2 separate regions of the Hordeum vulgare genome follow, and region 1 is linked to region 2. A link is a contact called in public Hi-C data. All regions are on one chromosome and are shown on one strand. The core of a region is the stretch at or near the end of the contact, and the rest is flanking DNA. Distances in the headings are between cores, read along the strand shown. Region 1 has its middle 95 kb from the start of LOC123430617. Region 2 has its middle 19 kb from the start of LOC123430616.

What was found. A called contact is a pair of places that touch in the nucleus more often than the background predicts.
Region 1: a Hi-C map of leaf shows a contact between it and region 2, with 6 times the contacts expected there. The contact joins two enhancer-like sites. A contact is called at or near these places in 2 of 6 Hi-C or Micro-C datasets (leaf and seedling).

The regions. Positions count from the first base shown.
Region 1 is chr2H:579,947,781-579,951,355 of MorexV3_pseudomolecules_assembly, reverse strand. No RefSeq gene overlaps it. Among protein-coding and RNA genes, the nearest start is that of LOC123430617, 95 kb to the left of the region's middle. Within about 2 kb of position 1,490, at least 3 of the 3 cell types and tissues checked have open chromatin away from gene starts, as enhancers often do. A contact at or near this core is called in leaf, where this site is marked.
Region 2 is chr2H:579,189,819-579,193,355 of MorexV3_pseudomolecules_assembly, reverse strand. No RefSeq gene overlaps it. Among protein-coding and RNA genes, the nearest start is that of LOC123430616, 19 kb to the right of the region's middle. Within about 2 kb of position 1,540, at least 1 of the 3 cell types and tissues checked has open chromatin away from gene starts, as enhancers often do. A contact at or near this core is called in leaf, where this site is marked.

The sequences.
Region 1 (3,575 bases), core at 241-2,740, 760 kb before region 2:
CGGTTGACCATTGACTTTTATTTCAAAAATTCATGGAATTGAAAAAAAATGAGAAATTGCATGGATTGTAAAAAACTTAGTGGGTTTGAAAGAAAGGTTCATGAATTTGGAAAAAAGTTCACGCACTGAAAAAACATTCATGGATTTTCAAAAGGTCCATGAATTTCAAAAAAATACAAATTTGAAATAAGGTAACATATTTGAAAAAAAATCATGGATTTGACAATTTATGCGTATTTCACATATTTAGAAAAAAAATCATGGGTTTCGTAAAAATGTGTGAGAATTTCTAAAAATAAACGTATTTCAAAAAATACACGAATTTTTATTTAATTGTTTTCCATTTTTATTTTTCTATCTCTTTTCTTTTCCTAATCTTTCTGATTCTTTTTTTGTTTTTTTGTTTCTTCAATTTGATTTCATTTTTATTTATTTTTTAAACCAATTCTCTGGAACTTAAAAGTATTCATATTCCATAAAAAAATTCATTAGCCAAATTTTGTTGCTATTTTCCAATTCTATTCACTAATTCGAAACACGTTTTTGCACTTAAAAAAATTTCACTTTTTTTTAAAACATGTTCACAAATTAAAAGTATATATTAAAATATTCAAAAATGTTCATGAATTTCAGAAAGTATTTTTTGTTTTCAAAATTGTTTGCAAATTAAATAGTGTTCAACTTTTCAAAATTTGTTCGGAAATTCCATAATATTTGGAAAATTACATCAAATGTTCACGTATTGCTAAAATTCTTCATTTTTCAGAAAACAATCGCATTTTTATAAAAAAGTTCCTGTTTACAAAATTTGTCCAAAACTCAAAAATTATTTACCTTTTTGAAAAAAGGTTTGCTTATTCAAAAAATGGTTTCTATTTTTTCAAAAAATGTTAGGAATGTTTCTGCTCCGAAATTGAAAAACTTTTCAAAAAATGTTCCCATTTAAAAAGAGGTTCACCTTTTCAATTTTGTTTAAGTTTAAAAAATGTTCCAGTTGGAAGAAGAAAAAGGAAATCAGAAATTACAAAAAATATTCGCTTGTTCAAATTCTGCTTGTCAATTTAAAAATAATTTCCTTTAAAAAAAATGTTTGCTTTTTCAAAAATATTTTGTGTTTTTGCAAAAAATGTTTGGAATGCTTTTGGTGGAAAATTTCACAACTTTGGAAGAAATGTTCCTGTTTCAAAAAATGTTCACGTTTTCAGTTTTTTGAAGTTCCACAATATGTTCCAATTTTCAAAAGTACAAAATTTCAAAAAATGTCCAGGTTCTTAAATATATGTCAAGAGTTGAATTTTTTTCACATTTAACCAGTTTTCAAATATGTTCATAAAAATAATCAGATTTTAAATTTCTATAACTGTGTCGATTTGTTGCAGTAGCAGCATGCTACAGTACTCGCTCCAATGCAACTGTCGGGCCATGCGCTGTGCGAAGGCGTGGCTAGGTGGCGTGGAATATCAGAAAAACGCATTGGAGAATCAAAGTGCTTCATGGCCGATTAACAGGCCGGCCCATATTGCATCGCTCGTACGCTTCCTGTGCGACTCCTCGGAAATCCTTGTTTACCGCATTCTACGGCAAATCCTATTTGACGCCACAGTCGTTCGTGGGAGCAACTAACTGGCGAGCGGTCCCTCAGGACCTTTCCAGCGATCGCTTCCGCACGCTGCCACTTGGCGCATTTTCAGCCGCCGTCACGTTTCGCGTTTTCAGTGTTTTCTTTGGATTTTGTTTTTTGTATATTTTTGCACGCGTTTTCGCCTTTTTGAATGATTTTTTCTGATTTTTTTTGGTGTTATGGTTTTTCATTGGTCTTTCGTAACTTTTCGCGAAAAAATGCGTTTTTTTACGCGAAAACTCGTTTTCTGTTTTTTTGCGAAAGGCACGGTTTTGCTTCAGCAAGAGGCACGGTTTTGCCTTCGCGAGAGGCACGGCCGTGCCTTTTGAAAAGGAAAATAATGCGTTTTCATTTTTTTACGAGAGGCACGGTTTTGCTTCCGTGAAAGGCAAGGTTTTGCCTTCGCGAGAGGCACGCTCCCTAAAGGGGAAAACGCGTTTTCCGGGATTTTTTTTGCGAGAGGCACAGTTTTGCTTCCGTGAGAGGCACGGTTTTGCCTGCGCGAGAGGCACGACCAGTGCCTCTGGGAAGGAAAAAAAACGCGTTTTCTGTTTGGTTTTTTCTATCCCGTGAGGCACGGTTTTTTCGTCCGGGTTTTTCATGAAAAAAAAAGTTCGTCAAAACCTATCAACATGGGATCTAGTTTTGAAGATCTCGACGCGAAAAAGCCAACAGTGAAAACGGTTCGAGATTTGGACGCACCGGTTTAGGAAATAAAACGTTTTAAAAATACGGATCTACGAAAAAAGGGAAAAGTCTCCGGTTGCAACAAGTGGCACGCATACAGTGCGCCACTTGTCGTAACCTGTGAAAGTGTGAGTAATCGTTGAAATATGTATTCGCTAACTAATGATTTCGGACGTTCTTTACTGTACAATTTTACAAACGGGCGCCTGCTGCTCCTCCGCACGTGCCGGCCCATTTAGGGTTTTTCTCATGTTTTTATTTGCAGGCGCCTCCGCGCTGAGCCGGTCCATGTAGGTTTTTCTTCTTGTTTTCATTTGCAAAAATTTAACGCATTGGCCACGCAACCATCCCACCACGAAGCACGTTCTAATAGGTTAAAACATTTCTCTATTTTATTCTTTCATTCGTCTTTTTCTTTTATTTCTTTGACCTGGTTCAACGGTTGTTTCCTTTTTTTCTTTGACCTGGTTCAACCATTTCAAAAGATGTCATTGAATTTGTTCTTTTTTAAAATGATAAAATTCTTTCAAATTTAATGACTTTTTGGCAAAATCACTAATTTTTTTAAAAAATTTGATGAACTTTTTTGAAATTCGATGAACCGTTTTTCAATTTTGATGAACTCTTTTCAAATTCCATGATTTTTTTTTCAAAACAGATGAACTGTTTTACAAATTTAATGAACTCTTTCCTAATACGATGACATTTTTTCCAAAATCGATGCACTTTTTTCAAAATCAGTGAAGTTTTTTCATAATTCGTTTATTTCTTTCAAAAGCGATTAACTTTTTTCAAAATAAGTGATTTTTTTTCAAATTCGATGAACTTTTCTAAAATTTTAATGAACTATCTCAAATTTTGTGAACCGTTTTAGACTCTCAATTTTTTTGTTAATTTATTTTTAATTTTTTAAAATTTATTGATTTTCCTTGGTTTTTAAAGTCAACGGATGAAACCGATGTCGTGCGAGCGACCACGCGGAGCGAGGAGCGCGGGAGCCCGTTGCTCGCGTAACTGGGCCGGCCCAAACCTGAGCTACTGCAGGCGCCAGTTCTTGATCGGGCGCCTGGAGCGCCGATTAGGCGCTCTAGCATTCGGGGGCAAGGAGTATAGGCTTGGAAGATCTAGCAATCCTTTAACTAGGCCGGTCCATTCGAGTCGAACATCACCAGCCATTTTTGTGTGTTTTGGGAACCTTCTAGATGTTCTTGCCGGTTTTTTCTGATTTTGGAAAACTTATAGAAGGTTCCCTCAACTAGTTTTACTT
Region 2 (3,537 bases), core at 291-2,790:
GGTGCAGTCACTCGCACCACTCGTGTATAGCTGTAGGTTCGCTCCCTCTGCCTGGTATTTTCCTTCTTTCTTCACAGGTTTCCTTTGTTTTTTTTCTTTGTTATACTTTGTCTATTAAGTGGCTTTCTTTGGTTATTTTTTTCCTTGTTTTCTTCGTATTGTCTTGTTTTTTTACCACTCTTTTTATTCATTTGTCGGATTAATCCATTTTTAATTCATGTATACTTTTCCCAGTACACAATGTACATTTTTAGCGGACATGTAAAACATTCTTTGATACATTTTAGATATTTTATGTTTTTTAAATATTTGTAAATTTACACAGAATTTTTGGACACAACAGAATACGTTTTAAAAATGGCACATCATCTTTGTAATAAAATAGATATTGTATTAAACTATGGACACATATTTTGCATTGTACACACAGTTTTTAAAGTATCATGAATATTTTATTGAATCACCATAATTTTTCTTTTAATTAAACCTGCACTTTTTATTGGTTTACATTACACATACACCATCTTTAATATTGTACTCCCTCTATATCTAAATAGTTGTAGTTGGAGAGAATTAGTTTAGTTCTCCTCAACTATAATTATTTAGATACCGACAGAGTATACATTATTTCATAAATGGTTACAAACACATTTTTGAACTTGTGACCATTTTTTATAATGTAACGTACATTTGTGTTGAATGTGCAAAACATTACTTTTGGATTACGTGAACATATTTTTACAATATATAAACATATTCTTTCAATATCACATACATTTTTTAAACATATGAAATTTTTTAAATGTGACAAAAAAAATTGTACACATGATTAGCATTTCCCTATACTAGTGTCACATTTTACTATTGCATGATTAATAATTTTCTAACTCTTAATTAACGGGCTAAGAAAGCTCACGTGGGGGCCTTGTTCCAGAAGCTTATTTCTTCTCGGGGCTGATCATTTACAAAAAAGACCTCTTCGGCCGGATAGCACAACTGAAAGCTATGTACTGGGCCTATGGGAGCATGGCCTGACAAAAAACCTTGACTTCCTGAATTTTGAAAAAAAATAAAACATTTGTTTAATAAATACTAAATAGCTTCGTAATATTTCAAATTATGGAGAAAGCGTTCATGTATCTCATTATAGAAATGTTGATCTCCTATTTTTGTAATGTTTGTAATTAAGAAACAAAAGAACAAAAAGAGGAGAATGTAATAAAAAGAAACAGGGATAATGGAAAAATGAAATGTAACAAAATGTAGATAAATAGAAGGGTCGTTCGTCTTATTGAGCCTGGCCTGTATTGCTAGCGCGTTAGTGCAGGAACGCTAAGGAATATCTTAATAGAAACAAAAGAAGAGAATGTTGAAATGTAATAAGAAATAAAAATGTCAAGGAAAACAACATATAGAAAATTGTAAGAACGTAGAAGAGCCGTTCTTCCTATTGGACCTCGGCCCATCCCACGGGCGCATAGGCGCAGGCACGCTAGCACCAGTTATGAGCGGGATATATGGATTGAAAACAAATAAACCAAAAACATTTAGATGCCCACATATATTCTGTGCAAACTCCTATTTGGCGCTTAACGCACCACATATATAGGCCAAACGGGGAAAGACACACCCTTTTACATCAACTTACATCGGTTTTGTGAAGCTTCTAGAAGCATTTGACCAATATTTTTCTTCTATACCTTCATTTTGCTTTGCATTTTTTTGTTCTTTTATTTCCCTTTTTGTTTATATTTTATTTCTATTTTCCCCTTTCCCTTTTATTTACTTGTTTTTCATAATTACTAACTATTTTCTAAAATTTATAAACTTATAAAAAATTGTCAACAATTTTCAAATTCATGATTATTTTCTAATCAATGAACTTTTTGCAAATTTGCAAGGTTTCCTGAAAATTATGATTTTTTCAAAATTAGTTATTTTTTAAAGAGAGACGATTTCCTATGCATGATAATATCTACACACCCTTTGGGGACTTTTTGATATATGAGCTATTGAGTTTCAATGACATTGAAAAAAGTGCATTTTTGTTGTACAGAAAAAAACTTTTATCACTTTTATTTTTCTTTTTTTATTACCTTTTTGACACAGGTGTCTTTCCATTGTGTAGAAATGACGTTTTCCACTTCTCTCAGTCTTTTTGCTTTCCCTTTTGGCATAGTTGCCTATTTGCTTACCTTGGTGGTCCAAAGTCTCGATATTTTTGTTATAGAGTTGTTTTTATAGTCCAAAATAATTTATAAAAATAATTATAGATAAAAATTGGGGACGTGGCAGCTATCACCATGGGTAGCAAATTATTTTTGATTTCTCAAATTCCATGGACTAGTTTGAAATCAATGAAACATTTTATATTCTGCAGGTTTATCTCCAATTCGCAAACAAATCCAAATTCTCCAAGTTCTTCAAACTTCATGTTTTTTTAAATCCATGAGCACTTTATCAAATCCCCAATATTTTCTAATAAATATATGAACATTTTATTATTTCATCAATTTACAAAATTGATAAAACCATTTTCTGGGAGAGCAACAAACTAGCTATAAGAAAACCCGCACGGAGAAAAAAATATAGGGCGATTGAGGGCGACGACTTTAGCATTGTTTGCACAATATGTGCATTAAGTGCTAAGGCCAAGCATTACTGAGCCTCGACACATCCTATTGGCGCGTAGGTGGACGCATGCTAACTCTCAATATGAGCGGGATATAGGATTTCGATACCAAGAAACCAAAAACATTTAGATGCCCATACTGATTATGTTTGGGAGGAAAGAAAACTAGGACATCTATATCTAAGTTAATGCAAGTGTGATGGCAATCAACACTAAATGACCGCAATCAGTACCATTTTTTTTGTGAAGCTCAACTCAACCTTCCTAGAATGCGGTATTATATGTTCCAATAAATAGATAATTCCAAGAGTAATAAATAGGAGTAAATTTAATAAAGTATTGATATAATTGGAATTGTTGAAGCAGATACCAATGAACTTTTTTTAGAATTAATCAAAAGGGTCTGAAAATAAAAGCGCTAGTGTCACAACTAGTCCATAAATTTGAGTTTTTCACTATTTTGAAAAAAGAAAAAGATCAACATCTAAGATTGAATGAATAGAAATGGCTATAACAAAGTTTATGTTATTCGTATTAACTGCTACTATAGGAGGGGGGGTATTTTTATGTGCTGCAAAGGATTTAATAACTATCTTTGTAGCTCCAGAATGTTCCTCATAGGAAATTATTGACTCTGGAGATATGGTAATATGAAGAAAACAAAATTGTTTGAATCTCATAGTTCAGCGTTGCAGCGCTTAGTACTCGGACTTCAGCTCGAGGCATTTTTTCTACCCCTTCTTACCCTGAAACAGCAGGGTCGCCTTGTGCCCTTAAACCTATAACCATCTTTCGGCTAACCTAGCCTCCTCCGCCCCTCCGTACAAACAAGGGGTAGCTGGTTCTCCCTGAAATGCGTTGAGTTGTAGCACTTGACTCGACATCTAGGGGTAAAGCATTGTTTC